Regions from separate parts of the Mus musculus genome. Here all the other regions are linked to region 3. A link is a contact called in public ChIA-PET, HiChIP or PLAC-seq, Micro-C and promoter capture Hi-C data. All regions are on one chromosome and are shown on one strand. The core of a region is the stretch at or near the end of the contact, and the rest is flanking DNA. Distances in the headings are between cores, read along the strand shown. Region 1 overlaps Inpp5d (inositol polyphosphate-5-phosphatase D). Region 2 overlaps Inpp5d (inositol polyphosphate-5-phosphatase D). Region 3 holds the start of Gigyf2 (GRB10 interacting GYF protein 2). Region 4 overlaps Sag (S-antigen, retina and pineal gland (arrestin)). Region 5 overlaps Inpp5d (inositol polyphosphate-5-phosphatase D). Region 6 overlaps Atg16l1 (autophagy related 16-like 1 (S. cerevisiae)). Region 7 holds the start of Atg16l1 (autophagy related 16-like 1 (S. cerevisiae)).

Region 1 (2,700 bases), core at 181-2,680, 390 kb after region 3:
TTAAGCCAGCCACGTCAGGCCCCTGCTGAGCCTATGGACCAATAAATACTCCCCGTGCCACTGGAGGTGGGCAGCTATCACCATACCCTGAGTTGGGCCAAGCCCACCCCACCCCTACCCTGCAACATTTCTGATGTACTGAGGAAGAGTCTCCACCATAGTCCCCAAGGGCTGAGTTCTCCAGCCTGCTATCAGGGAAGGTGAGCATTGGTCCCAGGCTCTCAAAATAGTGCAGCCTCTTCTTCCCAAGCTCTGGGGTGCACCCTGTGTCCTTGGTTACCAGGAGACTAGGGTTGTGATATCTTTTCTTGTCTTGCTTTTTGATATATCAGGATTAATGTAGGAAACCAGACCTAGATTATTCAGGAGAGTAGGTATATCCCCTGTGTTTCCCAGTCTGAGTGACCAATAAAATTGTGCCTTTCTAACTGGGCCTCCTGACTGTGTGGTATCTTCCTGATACCCGGGGCTACAATTCTTCCCTGTGCTATAACTACTGCAGAGACACTTTGGGGCAGGGAGATGAAGCTGAGAGTTCCTTATGGCCAGAAAAATGGTATCCTCACCATGAAGTCAGTCTGAAGATGGACACGGACAAGCGTGATATCACCCCTTTCACGCATATGTCTGTGTGGGACTCCAAATGTCCTATAGCCTCCCAACTTTCACAAGTGTCCTCTGATATTGCCTGACCAACAGTTCTGATTATTCTAGAGACAATAGACTCATACAAACCATCCCCGGGACGTGGGTTCAAAGGTTAGGGAATAGCCTCCAGCCAGAGAACCAACATAGTTACAGCTTGGCATCACCTGCAAAGTGCCATGGCCCACGTCACCATTCCTTCCACCTTAAGATATTCAGCATCTCTTGCTCAAAGACCTCAGGCCTAGGCTCTAAGCAGACTTCCAGGGAGCAGCATCTTTGAGAGTTACTGAGCAAACCATTCACTACCTGCTATGATAGTCCTTGTGGACTGGCAGACTCCAGGCTGAGAATATTCCAGAACAGCTCCTCTCCTCTACTTAGGTGAATGTCTCTCCTGCAGATTCACTACTTGGTCCCCATAAAGAACTTCACCCCCAACTCCAGGCCCCGCATTCTGACACAGTAAACCAAGGTAGAGACACAACAGGAGATTCCTTGATATTCTAGAGGAAAGGCAAGGGAAGTGTAAACGTTCCACTCTGCTGTTCCTCAGCCCACTTGTCCTGGTAACCCACCCTGGGTCATACTCCCTGCGACCCCAGAGCTGAGGACCAAGACCCTATTGCCTTTGTGGCATGTGATCCCCGTTTTCACAGTGGGCTGGCTTGCTGTGTGAGGTGCCAGCAGCTGCCCATCCATGGAACGGCAAATAGCTCCTCCAGGAAGATATCCAGGTCTGTTTCTGCAAGTTAAAGCAAGGCGGGGCATATGCATGCTTCCTGTCCCTTCACTCTGAGCTCTCCTCGCCTCAGCAGAATCTAGCTCCGTTTTCGGCTGTCTTAAGTAAGAGCCTAGCTTTGCGCGTGGATGGTCAGCTGGGGCCCCCTGATGCCCAAAACTGGAAACACCACAACTGAAGTTTCATCATTGTCCCCCTAGGCTCTCAGTCATGCACACTCATGTGGCCATTTCTCTTGACTCTGGACACCATCTCCCGGGACCCATCCCAGTTAGCTGTCTCTTTTTCCAGCCATTCCATCCTATTCCTACCCTCTAACATGCAGTTCTCCCTTCTACGGCAGAAATGGAGAGCCAGATACTGCCCCCCCACCCCCGACCCAGCACTTCAGTTTTCTTCACTGAGCTCCATAACCAAGAAGGCAGGGCAGTTAACAAGCTTTGCTCAAGCTGCCCCACCCCTAAGATAATGCTTCACCCTAAAATTATACATTGACAGTCACTTTTTCTTTCCAGATGTAAATTTGCCCTTCTCTTCGTGGCTATACAAAGCCAGCCAAAGCCCAGATTTCCTGTTACCATAATATGGCGTCTGGAATGACTATATCTGCATCTAATCTCTATTCCACTGGTCCAGACGGTGGCTGCTGCCCTGCCAGGCCACCTGTGGAACTAGACGGGCAGCCACTGTACTCTTCCTCTGTCCAGCATTTCTGATACTTTACTGTGGCTTTCAAACCACCAATAGGAGGGAGCCAAGTGAGTCACTGAGCAAAGCTCTCTCCTGCAGAAACCTTCCCTAACCCCAGCCTACCAGGTCTGTCTTTACTTGTCCTTAAAATAGCTCCTCTCTTGCTGCAAACTAATTTCCATGGAGACCCAGCTATGGAAAAACCTAGAAGCTTTCTATGAGGCAGTTAGCTCACTCTTAGCCTTCACTCCAACAGAGAGACCTTTTATGATGCAAATATCTGGTCTCACCCCCACATTTACCTACCCCCCCCTCCCAGGTCCCATTCTGGGAAAACTGCTTGGCTTCACACAGGAACTCACACAGGCACATGAAGTCCAGGTACTAACAATATATGTCTGCTGATTCTCTGGTTGGTGGTGGCTCCAGAGCTGATCGTTTCTGTCAGCTCACAGATGACCCACCCATTGGTACAGCTTTCTGGTGACCTCAGATTTGATATGCATAGTTGACGTTCTCCATCATCCATTCAAACATGGTTGTGCTGGGCCTGAGGAGACCACGTGGCAGGATATGGCTGTGGATGAGGGTCAGACAGAAAGGATTTAAATACCTTATTTTGT
Region 2 (2,700 bases), core at 146-2,645, 360 kb after region 3:
AGCCACCATGTGGTTGCTGGGATTTGAACTCAGGACCTCGGGTAAGAGCAGTCAGTGCTCTTAACCACTGAGCCACCTCTCCAGCCCCAAAATAGAGTTTTTAATTTAAAATATTTTTGAATTAATAGGAAGAGGGAAGAAAAAAAAAAAAGAGTTCTGTACAAGGGTTAAAGGCAGGGCATCAGGAATTCAAGCCAGCCGTGGCTACATACAACCATGTTTCAAAAATCCAAAAAGAAATAAACAGATTTTCAAAGTAAAAATTTTAAAGGACTGGAGATACATCTCTGTTGTCCAGTGCTTATCAATCATATGCGGGCCCCTTGTACTGCCGAAATAAAATAAAAACAACCAGAAATTAAAAACTTGAGGGAAGGAAGCTCTTAGAAGGTGGGTTTGGTTTGGGTTTTTGAGCCAGAGTCTAATGCTACCTCGGTTGCCTGGCAGCTTTCCCACAAGAGTCATATGGAGGTACTCAATGCCCCCACCTCTGTCAGTCATGACAAGTCTACCAGGGACTTTGAGGAGGGTGCTCAAAGTGGTTATTTGTTTGTTTAGCTAATTAGTTTTGTAATCACAGTAATCAAACCCAAGGACCTATGCATGTCAGGCAAGTGGTAGCCAAGGAACTCACTCCTCATCCTCCTGCCTCTACCTCCCAAGTGCTGGTTATGGCGTCTGCCAGTAGGCCTAGCTCCAGGGAAGGGCTTCTCAAAACAAAACAAAAACACTCCAATAGCAAAAAATGACAAATGGGATTTTATAAAATTAAAAAACTCTGACCAGCAAGGGAAACAGTTAGCAGAGTGAAGAGACAGAATGGGAGAAAGTCTTTGCCAGTCACACACTGACAGGGGATCAATGCCAGTGATGGCGGCACACCCGCGTTTATCAGAGCGACATTTGTTATAGCCAAGTTATGGAACTGACCTTGGTGCCCAACATTGAAGGAAGAAAATGTTCCTGAACATCATGGGAGGAGTATTACTCAGCCATAAAGAACAACACGATACTATTTACCAAAAATGGATGGGACTGGGGGGTGAGGGGGTACAATTAGGGAAGAAAGGGACCAGGACAGAAACAAAGAGTAACTGTGGAATGATCAAAGAGTGAATGAAGAGGTTACAATGAATAGATATGTTAATATATGCTCATTTAAAAGTCAAACATGTTTTAGAAAATAATTCTTGGAAAGCTACTAGAGATGTTACCAGAATGAAGGTGTAAACAAAGAGAGAGGGAGACAGAATGAGAGAGAGAAGGGTCCAAGGAGAGGGACAAAGGAGTAGATGCCAGGGTGCTGAAGGAGGAAGGTTTCCAACAGGCCTCAAAGTCAGCAGACCTAGAGGCTGTGGGAAAGCACTTACTCATAGGACAGACAGCAAAGTGCTTAGTCATGTGGGGAATGAGAGGGGAGTCTGAATGGAGGAAAGCACATAGCAGGGGGTTAGGAGGGTAGCTTAGCATGCAGTGTGACCCTCCGTACCACCAAAAAAGAAAAGAACATGGTCATTGTACAGTTATAAACCCAGGAAAGGCCAATATAATATGCCTTTTCTCATACTGCCCATACTCACCCCATACTCCTCCCTCTAACTCCTCTCAGACCCACCCTCACCCCCTCCCTCCTCCCAACTTCCTGTCATCTCACTGAGTCCCTGTGATGGTTTGTATATGCTTGGGCCAGGGAGTGGCACTATTAGGAGGTGTGGCTTTGTTGGAGTCTGTACCCTGTACCATCACAGTGGGTGTGGGCTTTAATACCCTACTCTTAGCTGCCTGGAAGTGAGTATTCTGCTAGCAGCCTTCAGATGAAGATGTAAAACTCACTCCTTCTGCACCATGCCTGCCTGGCTGCTGCCATGTTCCTGCCTTGGGTGATAATAGACGTAACCTCTGAACCTGAAAGCTAGCCCCAGTTAAATGTTGTCCTTATAAGAGTTGCCTTGGTCATGGTGTCTGCTCATAGCAGTAAAACCCTAACTAAGACAGAAATTGGTATGTGCTCCTGGGTATGAGACCATCCCCTGGGACCTGGCACTACCTGGAGCTACATCCTTAAGAAACTTGACTTTCTCTCCCCAGCAGTCATCTGCCAATAGTTCCTCAGCTAGGGGAGGGGCTCATGGGCCCAACTCAGGGAAACGTTTTTAAGTTACATAGGAAAAAGAACAACCAGGACTGGTCTGTCAGGAGCCTTGTCGTGGTCACAGTGACATAAGCATTGAGTGTTTATGTAGCTAAAATACAACAATAAACCAGGTGGTCATGCATGCCTTTTATTTATGTTTCTATTTTTTAAGAAACATGAGATAAAGTTAAAAGAGTTCATTGAAAAACTTGAAATTAGGGCTGGAGAGATGGCACAACAGTTAAGAGCACTGACTGCTCTTCCAGAGGTCCTGAGTTCAATTCCCAACAACCACATGGTGGCTCACAACCATCCATAATGAGGTCTGACACCCTCTTCTGGTGTGTCTGACAGCTACAGTGTATTCATATACATAAAATAAATATATCTTTTAAAAAAAAAACCTTGAAATTAGTTGCCTTCAGGGGGCAGGACATTGGAGGGAGCAGAGTGGAAAGATACTATTGCCAACAACAACAAATCTTAAAGAATAATTTGATTCATTTTTAATTTTATCCTTATTATTTTTAATTATGTATGAGTGTATGCCTGGGTATGTGAGGTGC
Region 3 (2,700 bases), core at 115-2,614:
ATTTTCCACTTTACCTACTCTCGGGTTTCCCCACATCAAATAACATAATCTAGATAATCTCTCATAAATTTGCTCAGATATTTGTTTCCATGATGAATCCAAATCCCATCATGTTGACAGTCAAGATTAATGATCACAGTCAAGATTAATGATCATTCTCTGAATTTAATGCTCTTTTATACAGTCTCTCTTTGAAAGGGAATCAAGACTCAGGAAGGGAGGCAGAGGAGGAAGTTGGTATATATATATATATATATATATATATATGTATGTATGTATGTGTGTGTGTGTGTGTGTATTTTTTTTCCAAGTGTTGAATCCAGGGCTCCCAAACGACTAGGTTGGGAGTCTGCCACTGTGTTCTGAAACTTAAGTTTATGTTGATGGGAAGACCTATGATAAATGCTGGAGGATATTTTGCAGTGATTGTGTGAAACTGAGTGGATCCCAAACACCAAAGGTAGTAGAAAGGCAGGAAAAGACTAATGGTCCCAGAAAGACCCGGGTGACTTGAAATGGTAGATGTACCAGGTTTAGCAAATCAAAGTATATAGTATGTCCAGCTAAACATGAGTTTCAGAAAGACAGCAGATTAATTTCCTGTATTCTGTATTGCCGGGTTTACTATTCGTTATCTCGCAACCCTAAAATGGGAAGGCAGTATATATAAGGGGGTTGTAGGTCCACATGTAGTGGAAGGGTGTAGTAACTTTTTTTTAGTTTTTCGAGACACGGTTTCTCTGTATAGCCCTGGCTGTCCTGGAACTCTGTAGATCAGGCTGACCTTGAACTCAGAAATCGATCTGCCTCTGCCTCCCAAGTGCTGGGATTAAAGGTGTGAGCCACCACTGCCTGGCTAGGTGTAGGAACTTTTAAAACCTTCCCAGCTGTCACATTCCAGTACTCCAGGATGAATTTCCAGTTCTATAAGAAAGGAAACTGCTTTGAATTTCAGCTTTACCATTTGCCCCATGATGGACCAACTGGCAGGAAAATGCTAGACCAAATGCTGTGGAAAAGTTCTAGCTTGGAAAACCAGCTCATAAATGATGTGGAGATTTTTGTACTGCAACCGGGCACTGGATTGGGTGCATCGGACGGTGAGTCATAGGGCCTCTGGCCAGGCTCCAATTAGGGACACCAGTTCAACTCTAGGGCCATAGGAGATGCAGCCAAAGGCCCCACTGTGCGCCTGCGCTACTCAGGCTCCGTCCTCGCCCGGCCCTGCATCCGGGTCTCAGGGAGGGGCGTGTCCGAGGGGAGGGGCAGGCCGTCGAGGAAGGGAACGATGTCGTGGGAAGCTGGAGAGCAGGGAGGGAGTGAGGCGGGGATGTAGGCGGGGCGGGGGGCGGCGCGGCGCGCGGGGTCACGTGACGTGCGTGGCGACGTGTCGGCCATCTTGTGTTGTTGAGGCTGAGGATTGACTTGGGTTCTGAGAGACTCCTGTCCCGGACCGCAGGTAACCAGTGGCTCGGTGTGTGTCTCCCCTGCCCGCGGCCATCCCGCGCCCAGTCCCCGCCATAGCGCCCCGAGCTGCCGTGGCCCGGCGCCCACCGTCGCGTCCCCGCCGCTCCGGCCCGAGCCGGCCGCATGGACACACTCAGGCTGCCCGGCAGCGGCCACGGCCGCTGCCGGCTGGGGGCGTCAGACCTGGGGACAGGGCAGGTGCGAGGTCAGCAGGAGCCTCCTCCCGTGCGAGGGTCCCGGCAGTCCAGGGAGCGTCCCGGCCGAGGGCAGCCCCCTGCTTTCGCCCCCGTGGCATCGCGGGGGAAGCCGAGGAGAGGAGGCGGGAGGCGGGGTGGGCAGTGTCAGGCCGGAGGGTTCGCCTTCCGCTGCCCGCTCCTCGGGGCTGGTCGCCCGCACAGCCTCGGGGTACCCCGGCTAACAGCTGCTGCGAGCCGACAGCTGCTCCTGCCGGCGCTCCTGCCCGCACCTGCCCCAGGGAGGTGCGCCCTTGCCTTCTCCACCGAGCATCTGGACTGGGGAAGACTGCTTCTAGGGCTGGAGGACTGGTCTTGAGCAGGCCCCAGGCAAGGTGGAGTCATGATCTGATCCTGGGACTGAGAGGCTTGGGAAAGTAGAGCCCCGGGCAGCCCCGGGGACCCGAATGTTCATACCGGCTTGAAATGGGCAAGCAGTTTCCCACGAAGCACTCTTGAACACTTTGGTTTTGTAGCTGAAATATAAATCAAGCCAGCAAGTAAGGAAGGGTGTGAAAGGAGCTGATTGTGTGACCGCGTTTGGGAAGCAGTAACGTTGCTTTGCATTTATCTAGTACGGTCTCCCCTCACCTCCAGTTTTCTCGAAAGTCAAAGCACTTAAACACACCTAGTGGTTCTATTAGGAAGGTAAGTATTCCAACATAACTTAAGAAATGAAGGGACTCAATCAGTGATGGCTTCCCACCTAGTCCCATCTACCTTGAATTATAGGTAATTATGTTTCAGAGTGTTGTATACAGGGATTGTAGTCTTCCTTATGTAGTTACTCCTCTTTAGTAACAAATGACTTCCTAAATTACAAAAACTATTATCCTACTTTTTGTACATGAGTTTTCATCCTTTTTTGTGGCTCTGACTGGCAGAATTTTTCCTTTTGGTTAGAACATATACTTTGTCTTCATTTAATGATATTTCCCTAATGTAGCAGCTTTTAGATTGCCTAGACTGGGATATGTACTTCACTGTCACATAAGAAGAC
Region 4 (2,700 bases), core at 17-2,516, 500 kb after region 3:
CAAGCAGCTCATCCAACAAGCTCCTGGAACCTCCTTGTTAAGGCCACGGAATCCACTCATGAGTGTGCTGTCCCCACAACTCCATCACTTCCCAGAAAGCCCTTCTCTTCACAGTGAATGCTCACTTGGGCTACTGGGATGAGCTGGCAAAAATGCCAGCTTCCCAGCCTGGTGCCATGACTTTGATCTCTGGAACTCATGTAGGGGAAGGAGAGAATGACTTTCCCACAAGTTGTCCTCTGACCTCCCAACAAGTCCTTGACATGTTCGTGGCCTCCTCCAGTGATGCAAATTTTAAAAATAATGTCACCCTGGGGTTGTAATTTCAATTTTGAAAGAACAGAAGCAAACTTTCAGAAACAGCTGCAAAATTGATCATGTATCATTGCATACTTGTATTTGAAATTACTTCTCGGGGCTGGAGAGATGGCTCAGTGGTTAAGAGCACTGGCTACTCTTCTAGAGATCCTGAGTTCAAATACCAGCAACCACATGGTGACTCATAACCATTTCTAATGAGACCAGATGCCCTCTTCTGGTATTTCTGAAGACAGCTACAGTGTACTTATTTATAGTAATAAATAAATCTTTGGGCTGGAATGAGTGGGGCCAGAGTGAGCAGAGGTCCTGAATTCAATTCCCAGCAACCACATGATGGCTCACAACCATCTGTACAACTACAGTGTACTCATATACATAAAATAAATAAATAAAATTTAAAAACAATTTACTTCTCAGCAAAGTGTGTTGGTGCATACTTGTAACCTAGCACTTGGGAGCCTGAGGCAGAGTTGTGAGTTCTAGGCCAGCTTGGGTTACACAGGAAAGCCTTTTTCAAAATAAAAAAAAAATATTTCTCAAAATATATTGGAAAATAATACCAATGACCTTGAAACGGTGAAATTTTCTGAAACAAAACATTAGTAGTTTTCTATAAGTTGGGTACTGTGATGGGAACTTGAAATTGTTTCTCTTAATCCTCAAGCTTGATTTTAAGAGATTATGGGTTTGGAGGAGAGAAGGGTGCTTCCTGGAGCCGAATCTCAGAGCCCGGTGTTTTGGTAACGCAGAGTGAGTCACTGGTATACAGAAATGGCCTGCAACCAGACCTTGAAAAATTGCAGCTTGAAGCCGAGGGCTGAGAAAGCCAGAGTCAAATGGTCCTGTGTGTCTCCTTGAAGGCACGAGGGGCTGCCCTGACCACCCCCTCCTGTCTTCCCTTTGCAGTGGAACAGATAGCCAATGTGGTTCTCTACTCAAGTGACTATTACGTCAAGCCTGTAGCCTCGGAGGAAACACAGTAAGTAGCAGGTGTCTTTCCACTTCCTGGGCGGCAGCCCGCTTTGTCAGCTTCCTCTTCTGAAGAGGGAACTTTGCCTTTTCTGAAAAGAAAGCCTTTGCTTTCTTCCCCCTTTCTCCCATCAAGAGCTATGAAGCAAGGCAGGCTAGGCTATGTGTTTATTTTGCCTCTGGGTCCATCTCTTAGGCTGGGAGAACAGTCTTTATAAACAAGGGACCGGAGGAGAGAAATCTAGAGAGTAAGGTCACTATGGGAACAAGAAGGGCTCTGTGTATCCTTGGAATGTGTTGACAGGAATGAGATGCTCGTCCTGCCCCCAGAAGATGACTAAATGAGCTATTAGCCCAGGCTAGGGCTATGATATGTATGTGTGTGTATATATATATATCTATATCTATCTATATATATATATGCGTATATCTATATATGCATATATCTATATATACATATATATATATATATATATATATACACACACACACACACACACACACGTGTGTGTGTGTGTGTCTGCATGCATGTTTCATTCTCTCTGTCTGTCTGTCTGTCTCCCCCCCAGCTTGACTGTCATGGAAGGGGGCCCTCGGGCTAGAATGATAGCCTTTACTGTAGCAGAATTTGCAGGAAGATTACACCAGATGTGTGTGTGTGTGTGTGTGTGTGTGTGTGTGTGTGTGTGTGTGTGTGTGTATCTCTATACCATTTCCTGTTTCTCATTCAAAACTCTGTGTGCTTTTTGGACCAAATGATCCTCGGGAGAATGGACACCATTCTAGGATTTCCCGGGGGTCGGGGGTGGGCAGAGCAGTCTAGAAATGGGGCCATATCATGTTAGCTTTTTCATTGTTTAGGCACAGGCACGTATCTGAGAAAACAAACTGTCACAGAAATATCTGTTTCCATTCACAGTTTCTATTGATCACAGCAGGGTGGGCGTGGCAGAGCAGAACAGCTCAGGAAACAAGGAATGCAGGCATTAGCAGGATACCCCTGCTCCCCCTTTGATGACAGCCAGGTTTCTAGCCTCTGCAATGGTGGCTCTTGTATCCAGGGCAGCCTTCCCTCTGGGCTAATCTTCTCTGGAAATGTTCTCACAGACACATCCTGAGTTGTTTTCTCTCATCTCCAAGGCCCTTCTCAAAACCATCCCATTACGACTAAATCACATTGGTCTCAATGTAGAAGCCACTCAGAAGGCTGCAAGAGCCCAGCACTGTTCCAGACACATCCAGCAACCAGGGCTCTGGTGGGCAGGGTTCCTCAAACCGGGTCAAACATCCGTTGTAAGCTGCTGCTGACCATGCAGTATGAGATCCTAATGGCCCTGAACACAGCTGTGGGCCTGGCTTCCGCAGGTTCTACTACAGTACAGCCTAGCCCAAAGGCCCTCTTCTGCTAGA
Region 5 (2,700 bases), core at 124-2,623, 310 kb after region 3:
GGGGGCTGGTGAGATGGCTCAACGGTTAAGAGTGCCGACTGCTCTTCCAAAGGCCCTGAGTTCAAATCCCAGCAACCACATGGTGGCTCACAACCATCTGTAACGAAATCTGATGCCCTCTTCTGGAGTGTCTGAAGACAGCTACAGTGCACTTACATATAATAAATAAATAAATATTTAAAAAAAAAAAAAAAAAAAGAAGGGAGACAGCCACATGTTCTTCAGTCTGCAAGGTGAAAAAAGAATGGGAAGAAAATGGGAGGGAAAGAGATGCTGAGAACAGTATAAAGGGGGGGGACTGAAAGACATAAAAGAAAAGGAATAATGAGATGAGGGAAAGATAATGAAGGAAGGAACAGTCAAGAAAGAGGAAGGCTGTGGACGTGATGGGTACGGTTTCTACAAAGGAAAAGAGGTGGGTGCATGCAGGGCGAGAAGCTGCAAAGGTGATGGAGGATGAAGATGGAAGTGTGCTGTGGGCTGTGGAAGGTGTCTGTGGAGGATGTCTATCCCTGGCTCTGCTCCGGGCACTGAAGCAAGGATCCACAGACACTGTGAGACAGGTTTAACGCAGATTCTCAGACCCAGAGAGTGTTCTGATTTAAAGTCCATGCGGACATCCTCTGGGTACTGTGTGAGGCCAGAGGCAGGCAGGCAGGATGCTTACTTAGCCCATCGGGCCCCGGGTTCCCATGCCTAGAGGCGGTGTTCGTGTGAATCCTGGGTCCTTCCTGAATCTACAAAGGAAGTGACTCTCCCCTCAGGGAAGTGACATCCATCTTGGGCCGCTGACTTCAGAGTGAGCTGTTCACCCAGTTGTTGCCTTTTGGAGTAGCTTTGCTCCCTGGGAAGCCAGGGAGGGTCTGAGGCAGGACAAGAAGTCTTAACAGACAACTGTGTTGTGTCTGAGGAGGCTGAAGAGCTCTGAGCAGCCTTTAGACATGATACCTCTAGCCAGGTCCACCACTGAAGCGAATAGGGGCCTCTGGGCTTCTCTTGCTGCCTGACACTTCCTATGAAGAAGAAAAAAGCCCAGCTCATGATTCTGTCGCATAAATATCTCTGTGAACTTCCTGTCTCTGCTGAGCCGGCAGTGTTGGGGATAAGGACTGTGAAAACTGGGGTACTGTGGGTTTTCATGCACGTTCAGAAGAAGAGAGGCTTTGAGATGGTCTTTCCCACAGACGCCAAGGTTACTCTTCCAGACAGAAGGAAACCCCACTAGCCAGAGCCTGTCGTGATCTGTGTAGATCAGACGCGTGACTCAAGTTCCTGGTCCCTGGTGATGTCTGTCACATTGCTCTGGGCAGTTCGGCATCTGGAGAAGGAACAAAACCACGTTTTCAGAGCTGGCCGGTCACAAGCGTCGGGGAGGGCGAACGGTTGAGCCGTTGTTATGAAGTTCAGGAAGCGGGTGGCAGCTGTTATTGTTCTAAGTGGTCACCAAGTGAAATAAAGATTCCGTCTGAGCCTCTGGGCAAAGGATGTGGCTCAAACACACATTTCCTGAGGTTGTACAAGGAAGAATGCAGAACAGGCTCAGAAGCTAGCATGGCCAATGTGAAGACAGGGAGACCCCTTTGTGTCCTGGCAACCATATTCTGGGGCCCTGTGTTTTAACTTTGCTTTATTTTATTTTATTTTATCTGCTGTAGATATAGGTCTATTTTCTAAGCCTCTGACTATCTCAGGACATCTTGCAGCTGGGTTCATATTTAAAAGGGAAATTCTTGGGGCCAAGTTTCCCTTCAGCATCCCCCAGAGGTGTCGTTCCATAGCCTTTGAAAATGTAGTATGAATAAGTCCCAAGCACCAACCCAAGGCCAGCTCGTGCCAGTTGTAGTAGAGAGACAGGTATTACCTTTTGCTCGCTGCATCCTTTCCTTCTGTGGATCCTGCTGAGATTGATCAATTTGCAACACAGGTCTTTCAAGACTCAAAGGTTTTTCTTGTTTGACTTTTTTTTTTTTTTTAAGCCAGTTTATCTGTTTTATTTTTCTCAGATTCTACTGAGAAAGCCCAGTCCTGCCCTCATTTGCCAGCCTTCTGGAACACTCTTACTCCCAGAAACAAACAAGCAAACAAACAAGCACCCCTCACCTGCCCCTTCTCCTGTGCGCCTGGAGGGAGAGCTAATTGATTCTCAGGTGTCTGGGGGTAGGGGTGTTTACGCTCTGCCATCTCTGCCTCTAAATGGCTTATCCTTTTCTCCCCATCTCTGTGCACCCAAGCCGTCTTGTTGCTAATTCTCCATATCCCAGAATGTTATGGTCTGCTTTGTTTGTGTTTTCTTCTCCTGCATAGCACAGAGCTGACACTAACTGTTGATAGGCTAAGCCCAGGGAACAGTACTCAATTGCAGAGGGGAAGGACTCCGTAGGGGCGTCTTATCAAAAAGTCTTTCTTAGAAACAGACACAAGACAAAATGGCTCCCTCCCTCCCAACTAGAATATGATCATTGGAATTGCTGCTGCTGTTTCACAACCGTGAGAAAAGGTGACTGGAGAATGGGACCATGCAGACAGCAGAGCAGAAAGATAAAATGAAGCCAGGTCTTGAATGGTGCTATTGGATTAGCTGCATCGAATTAACAAGTCTAGGAGCTGGCCTGCCCATGGGCTTCCTGTTAGTGAGATGACTCTTTTGTGTTCAAGTACATATAGGATTCTGAAACACGTAGCTGAAAGTGGTCCAACATA
Region 6 (2,700 bases), core at 34-2,533, 450 kb after region 3:
CTGTTACGTAAACGTGTATTGGCTCCTGGGCTGAGAGGTCTCAGCAGTTTAAAATGCTTGTTCTTGCTGAGTGCCCACATGGTGGCTCACAGCCATCTCTCTATCTCCAGCTATAAGACCCAGTGCCCTCTTCTGACCTCCTACATACATACATGCAGGCTAAACATACATAAGTAAACTTACATTTTTAAAAAATAGAATTTTTATTGCTTTCTTTTAAGTGAAGAGGAGTGGTTTAAACCCGAGCTGTCCACCCATACACCCCCTCCTTGAAGAAATGAAAGTTGTTCTGCTAAACCTTTGCTCTAGAAGGAGAGAACATGAATGTGTGTGTCTCCTGACCTCAATGGAGAAAACTGGTCTTGGTGTATTTTTTCATACCCACAAAGTAAATAAATGGGTTGCTCTTGCGCGTGCTCGATTGGCCAGGAAGAACAACGCTGCAACAGGATCCTTCTGCACACATTTATTGGGAGAGCTTGATTGTAGAGGCGAAAAGACCCCGAGCCCAGAACTGGTGCTGCTTTTATAGGCCTAGGAGAGGCGTGTCTTACACCCGGATTGGTTATGTACTACGCCTCATTTGCATGTTCCTCATCTGATTGGCTACTCTCTCTCAGTACCTCACAGAACCTCATTATCATACCTCATTTGCATGTCTCACATCTGATTGGTTACTCTCTCAGTAGCTTACAGAACCTCATTATCATACCTCATTTGCATGTCTCACATCTGATTGGTTATACTCTCAGTACCTTACAGAACCTCATTATCATGCCCGGGCCAGGCAGTGTCTTTGCAAAAAACTTTACTGCATATGTACACATTGGTTGTTTGTCCAAACTTATGCGTGGTGGCCAGCAGTAGTCAGTGCCACTCTGCAACGGCACATGTGGCTTCCCACAGGTTGCCTAAAAATGAGATTTGGTTACTTTAAAAAGAAAAACAAGAAAAAAAGGTAGTGTCATGTCTTGCCTCTTGTTTGCCAATGTAACCAGGTGACTAGATGAAAAGGATCCAGCATCCTGCCCAGGACTCCACATAGAGAGCTTGTGCTGAAATGCAAATCTGGGAGGGCCTGCTAAAGAGGCTTCCCTAGTCTGTGTGCTCCTCAGGGCTGTGCCAGTGTGGGTTGGAAACATGCACGTTTTGGGCTAGAGGTGATGACTTGGCAGGTCCTGGTATTTTCTGGGGTGTTGAAACCCCATCAGAGCATGACTGTAGACTCAGCTCCTCTTGCCGTCTTTCTCCTTTGACTCTCAAACTCTAGGTCTAGGAAAGCCAGCCAAGTAGGAAACCAGGCACAGCCATGTTCTTTATTCTCTTCTCTACCCCAGCCAAGAGTGTGAGGCAGTTCTGTGTAATCCTAGAGTAAATAAGGGAAAAATCAATTTACTTGGCCTTGGTGTAACAGGTTCTTAAGTATATATGCTCATTATCCAGACAGTCACTGAAAGGAAAAACAAATCTAGCCTTCACATTCCTAAGCCTCCAAACAGGAAGTGGTGGTGATCTCTTAATTTATTAAGCTATTTTGCTCATGAAGATTGCAACACAAGTGATCATTAATATCAAAATAATTGCTTGCCTCCCATACCATCAGGAAAGAATTGACCTACAAGAATATGTAGGGAGAGGAATTCCAGAGGTGCCTGGCATCCGCTGGGATAAAGGAGCATGGGTATCACAGGAAGTGTGCAGACTCTAGCCATCAGAAGCACACACGTTTAGGTTTTGCTTTGGGAAATTCTTTATTCTCATTTGGCACTGTTGGTTTTGAGTAGGTACAACCGTTAGTTTCTCACATCGTGGAGTTCCCTTTTCTTCTTCACCATCACTTTGCAACCAAGTCTCCAGAGAGAATCCATCAATAGAATGTGGTACTGGCCTTTGCACACCTCCTGTTTGGCACAATGACAGATGCTCTTTCATTTCTTTCCAGGGATGATGACATTGAAGTCATTGTGGATGAGACCTCAGACCACACAGAAGAGACCTCTCCCGTCCGAGCTGTCAGCAGAGCAGCTACGTGAGTGGACTGGCTGGGTGGGCGAAAGGCAAGCGCCAGCATCACTGTGACTGCTCATTTGTGGACATGAGAACCTAGTCATATGTACCCAGAGCCCCCACGCCCTGTCCACCCCACAGAGAGGAGAGTGGAAGGGAGACAGGGTACCAGTGGCCTAACATTTCTAACACAAACAGGTACAATGGCCTTCTGAGAGATGAGTGAACCGTTAAACTTTATTATACATAGTGATGAGAGCCTAGGACACAAGGACAGATACTTAGGGTCTTGTTAAAGTAGAGCTGAAAGAATGCATTGGATTTACCATGAGTACCCAGAAGTGTTTAGGTATGTTAGACAGATTCCTTGTCATTTGCAGGAAGATCAGGTTAATCCTGAGAGCCTTTTGTTTCTTTAAGACAGTAGGCTGGGTTTTCCTTCTCCCTCCTTACTATTTCCTGGTGGTTCAAATGCTGTGTTGAGTTTGTCTTGGCTGGGATTTGGGAATGGAAAGTGTATTCCCAGGTACTTATTTTTAGGGGCTGTTTTGATTTGGGGCAAAATGTTTCTAAGGTTTAAACCTATCCTCCCCTCCTCTTTAGTAAGCGACTCTCGCAGCCTGCTGGAGGCCTTCTGGATTCTATCACTAATATCTTTGGGTAGGTTAGAAGACCTTCACCTTTCCTTTTGAA
Region 7 (2,700 bases), core at 69-2,568, 430 kb after region 3:
TATTGCACACACTAGCAAGATTTTGCTGAAGGGACCTTGGTATAACTGTCTTCCTGGCAAATACAGAAGTGGATGCTCACAGTCATCTATAAGATGGATCACAGGGCCCCCAGTGGAGAAGCTAGAGAGAGCATACAAGGAGCTGAAGGGGTTTGCAACCCTATAGGTGGAACAACAATATGAACTAACCAGTACCCCCAGAGTTTGTATCTCTAGCTGCATATGTAGCAGAAGATGGCCTAGTCGGCCATCACTGGGAAGAGAGGCCCCTTGGTATTGCAAACTTTATTTGCCCCAATTCAGGGGAATGCCAGGGCCAAGAAGTGGGAGTGGGTGGGTATGGGAGCAGGGCGGGGGGAGGGTATAGGGAACTTTCCGGATAGCATTTGAAATGTATATAAAGAAAAATTGTGAATCTCAAAAAAAAAAAAAAAGTGATAATAATACTACCCAAGGCTCCACGGCGAGTGTGTGTGTGTGAGTATGTGTGTGTATGAGTTTACAGTCTGCATTCCTCCAGCCTCAACCTGTGGGCTTTTCTGGAAAACCAGAAGTACCCTAAAAGGTTGAACCAATCTTCCTTGTTTTGAGAGAGAAATGGGTGGCCTTACTCCATGAATTATGCTACTCACCTCCTTTTCATTAAGAAAAAAAAATAAATCCCCAACAAAGATATCTTTTAAAAAAAAATCCACTCCTCTCTTTGGCGTGTTTACTTTGCTAAATTTCTCTTTAAACTGTGTCTCTCAATTGATTCATATCCTTTGAGAGCGTAGTAACCAAAAGACCAAAAAGATGGTTTGAGTCTAGGTGTTTGAGATCAGCCTTGAAGGCACACACAGGCATGAGCTAAAATTCAGTTTGCGTAGGTCTTGGAGGGACGCAGTTGTCTATGTGAAGACAGTTTTGCCATGCAGCAGAGAGAAATTACATTTCACGGCTTTTCACCTTCCGGTTAAATACCATTACTACCCCCATTTTACAGGTTAGGCACCTAATACTTAGGGAGGTTGTCACTCAACGACAATCATTCACTATACACAGGGGAGCTCCCACTTCTGAGCTGAAATTAAAAAAAAAAAAAAAAAAAAAAAAAAAAAGATGCACACACAATGTAAAAGGAGGAAGGAAACAGACACCCCCGGACAAAACCACCCCATTTCCTGTCTTCTTCCGCGAAGCCAGGGTGCCTCCCAGCGGCTGCCTCTCATCACCGACGCTTCCGGCTTCAAGGTTGCGTCATTTGAGAGCGTCCCGCGAAGTCTCGGCCGGGAGCTTGCGCGCGGCCTAGGACGTCGGGCTACGAGGCGGGCCTTCCGGCCTTCTCCAGAATAATTTCCGGCAGAGACCGGAAAATCTTCCCGGATCGCCTCCGGGTGCCCTGTGTGGGAAGGTGAGGTTCCGGCGGCCGGCTTCTGTTCGCTGGCGGCTGGCAGCACGCTGCAGCCTGCAGCCCCCCAGTGTCGGCACGGATCGGCCGCCCTGAGGCGCCGGGGCAGCGTTCGGCATGTCGTCGGGCCTGCGCGCCGCAGACTTTCCCCGCTGGAAGCGTCACATCGCGGAGGAACTGAGGCGCCGGGACCGACTGCAGAGGCAGGCGTTCGAGGAGATCATTCTGCAGTGTGAGCGGCACGCGCGGGCCCGGGGCGGGGAGTGGAACGCGCCGTGGCAGCGAGAACCCCGGCTCCGCCCGCGCGCATGGCGGCCTCGTCGGGGACCTGGCGTCCCGCACGTCTCGAGCCCTTTCGTTGCTTACCTTCCTTCTTTGGCTTAAACCTTAGGCGCGATCATGGAGGGTTCCCCTTTTCCAGGTTCTTTCCACAGACATCGTTTGCAGTTGTAAATCTCGATAACCCAGGCGGCGCCGATGCACTTAGGTAGTCAGGCTCCAAAAACGTCGTGTTTAAGGAATCGAGTTCAAGACAGAGATTGACTTTACGCATTAACTCGAGAGATGGACGTTCTCTTCGGAATGCTGTGGAACTAGTGGTTTTTGACTTCTCAGGCCTCTCCATATTGTTGGTACACATTTGAGTTTTAGGATTTGTCCACTGGGTCATTTGCTATTATTGAAAGCCTTAAGTGAGAAAAAAAGAGTGGTCTCTTCGCCGCTCTTTGCGAATTTTAAGGATCGAAAGTATCTTGTATTCTTAAGGCGGGTTCTCAACGATCATTTTCGTGCCTCGTGTTCCCAATTTAGCCAATCTGTTTCACATTTGAACGAATGCGTTGACACTCCTCGATCCTGAGGTTCCATCTGCTTCCTGAGATAGCCTGGGCATAGTCTTCCTAAGTTTTTGCGGGTAGTGGGATTTGAAATCGTAGTACTGCTATTTGCATTCTGATGGGGATAAATCAGTAGTTATTTACACGTTAGAATCATCTGGGGATGTACTTGACAATCAAAAACACTCCAGACTAATTAAGTCAGTATAAATGACAGAAGATAAAATAGTCCCATACTTTTTTTATGCTTCCTGAGTGGTTCGATTTGCACACACGTTTGAGCATTTTAAGTAATTGGCATGTATTGTTTCATGTTAAATTTTTATGAAGCACCAAGGCCAACGATGATGAAGTTGCAGTATGGGTTAATGTTGGGGCTGAGGTTAGACATTGGTTTTAAGACACTTGTGCATTTGCCTTTGTTGGCTCTCCTGAGGAATGGCTCTTTCTCAGCACTTAGCCCTTTAAAAGGAG

The links. Promoter capture Hi-C pulls out the DNA fragments that hold promoters and counts their contacts. A called contact is a pair of places that touch in the nucleus more often than the background predicts. ChIA-PET counts read pairs in DNA pulled down with a chosen protein or histone mark. HiChIP or PLAC-seq counts read pairs in DNA pulled down with a chosen protein or histone mark.
Region 1: a promoter capture Hi-C map of hippocampal neurons shows a contact between it and region 3, with 2.3 times the contacts expected there. The contact joins the enhancer-like site here to the promoter of Gigyf2 in region 3. A contact is called at or near these places in 7 of 39 promoter capture datasets (the 3T3-L1 cell line, the C10 cell line, hippocampal neurons and 3 more) and 2 of 9 other capture datasets (embryonic stem cells and liver).
Region 2: a contact with region 3 is called in an H3K27ac HiChIP or PLAC-seq map of embryonic stem cells, with 5 times the contacts expected there. The contact joins the enhancer-like site here to the promoter of Gigyf2 in region 3. A contact is called at or near these places in 2 of 39 promoter capture datasets (embryonic stem cells and second pharyngeal arch cranial neural crest), 3 of 115 datasets of contacts at active chromatin or transcription factors (embryonic stem cells and large pre-B cells) and 1 of 9 other capture datasets (embryonic stem cells).
Region 4: an RNA polymerase II ChIA-PET map of memory CD8 T cells shows a contact between it and region 3, with 12 read pairs. The contact joins the enhancer-like site here to the promoter of Gigyf2 in region 3. A contact is called at or near these places in 2 of 39 promoter capture datasets (cranial neural crest and pre-B cells), 2 of 115 datasets of contacts at active chromatin or transcription factors (astrocytes and memory CD8 T cells) and 1 of 9 other capture datasets (pancreatic islet).
Region 5: a contact with region 3 is called in an RNA polymerase II ChIA-PET map of memory CD8 T cells, with 15 read pairs. The contact joins the enhancer-like site here to the promoter of Gigyf2 in region 3. A contact is called at or near these places in 2 of 39 promoter capture datasets (embryonic stem cells and hippocampal neurons) and 8 of 115 datasets of contacts at active chromatin or transcription factors (the 230-238 cell line, acute myeloid leukemia, effector CD8 T cells and 4 more).
Region 6: a Micro-C map of embryonic stem cells shows a contact between it and region 3, with 2.6 times the contacts expected there. The contact joins the enhancer-like site here to the promoter of Gigyf2 in region 3. A contact is called at or near these places in 2 of 39 promoter capture datasets (cranial neural crest and frontonasal cranial neural crest), 3 of 484 Hi-C or Micro-C datasets (CD4 T cells and embryonic stem cells), 2 of 115 datasets of contacts at active chromatin or transcription factors (embryonic stem cells and extraembryonic endoderm stem cells) and 2 of 9 other capture datasets (embryonic stem cells and liver).
Region 7: a promoter capture Hi-C map of embryonic stem cells shows a contact between it and region 3, with 6 times the contacts expected there. The contact joins the promoter of Atg16l1 here to the promoter of Gigyf2 in region 3. A contact is called at or near these places in 14 of 39 promoter capture datasets (the 3T3-L1 cell line, 3T3-L1-derived adipocytes, the C10 cell line and 11 more), 1 of 15 datasets of contacts at CTCF or cohesin (the NIH/3T3 cell line), 5 of 484 Hi-C or Micro-C datasets (CD4 T cells, embryonic stem cells and muscle stem cells), 23 of 115 datasets of contacts at active chromatin or transcription factors (the 230-238 cell line, the NIH/3T3 cell line, the SCID.adh cell line and 15 more) and 3 of 9 other capture datasets (embryonic stem cells, liver and pancreatic islet).

The regions. Positions count from the first base shown.
Region 1 is chr1:87,720,076-87,722,775 of GRCm38.p6, forward strand. It overlaps Inpp5d (inositol polyphosphate-5-phosphatase D), which reads left to right. Exons shown (of 27, transcript NM_010566.3): 27 at 1-435. Gm33470 (a long non-coding RNA gene) reads right to left here. Exons shown (of 4, transcript XR_878350.2): 2 at 2,201-2,654. Among named protein-coding and RNA genes, the nearest start is that of Gm33470, 3.4 kb to the right of the region's middle. Within about 2 kb of position 1,431, at least 20 of the 459 cell types and tissues checked have an H3K27ac peak or open chromatin away from gene starts, as enhancers often do. A contact at or near this core is called in hippocampal neurons, where this site is marked.
Region 2 is chr1:87,688,471-87,691,170 of GRCm38.p6, forward strand. The region is part of intron 9 of Inpp5d (inositol polyphosphate-5-phosphatase D); the gene reads left to right. Among named protein-coding and RNA genes, the nearest start is that of Gm33470, 35 kb to the right of the region's middle. Within about 2 kb of position 1,396, at least 23 of the 459 cell types and tissues checked have an H3K27ac peak or open chromatin away from gene starts, as enhancers often do. A contact at or near this core is called in embryonic stem cells, where this site is marked.
Region 3 is chr1:87,325,634-87,328,333 of GRCm38.p6, forward strand. It overlaps Gigyf2 (GRB10 interacting GYF protein 2), which reads left to right and starts at 1,365. Exons shown (of 29, transcript NM_146112.4): 1 at 1,365-1,459.
Region 4 is chr1:87,827,170-87,829,869 of GRCm38.p6, forward strand. Sag (S-antigen, retina and pineal gland (arrestin)) reads left to right here. Exons shown (of 16, transcript NM_009118.2): 10 at 1,228-1,300. Among named protein-coding and RNA genes, the nearest start is that of Dgkd, 25 kb to the right of the region's middle. Within about 2 kb of position 1,267, at least 155 of the 459 cell types and tissues checked have an H3K27ac peak or open chromatin away from gene starts, as enhancers often do. A contact at or near this core is called in memory CD8 T cells and pre-B cells, where this site is marked.
Region 5 is chr1:87,639,203-87,641,902 of GRCm38.p6, forward strand. All of the region lies in intron 2 of Inpp5d (inositol polyphosphate-5-phosphatase D), which reads left to right. Among named protein-coding and RNA genes, the nearest start is that of Inpp5d, 20 kb to the left of the region's middle. Within about 2 kb of position 1,374, at least 118 of the 459 cell types and tissues checked have an H3K27ac peak or open chromatin away from gene starts, as enhancers often do. A contact at or near this core is called in the 230-238 cell line, acute myeloid leukemia and memory CD8 T cells, where this site is marked.
Region 6 is chr1:87,772,203-87,774,902 of GRCm38.p6, forward strand. Atg16l1 (autophagy related 16-like 1 (S. cerevisiae)) reads left to right here. Exons shown (of 18, transcript NM_029846.4): 7 at 1,943-2,029; 8 at 2,611-2,667. Among named protein-coding and RNA genes, the nearest start is that of Atg16l1, 18 kb to the left of the region's middle. Within about 2 kb of position 1,284, at least 19 of the 459 cell types and tissues checked have an H3K27ac peak or open chromatin away from gene starts, as enhancers often do. A contact at or near this core is called in embryonic stem cells and liver, where this site is marked.
Region 7 is chr1:87,754,693-87,757,392 of GRCm38.p6, forward strand. Atg16l1 (autophagy related 16-like 1 (S. cerevisiae)) reads left to right here and starts at 1,319. Exons shown (of 18, transcript NM_029846.4): 1 at 1,319-1,622. The coding sequence starts at 1,508. Gm33517 (predicted gene, 33517) reads right to left here and starts at 1,054. Exons shown (of 4, transcript NR_157047.1): 1 at 633-1,054.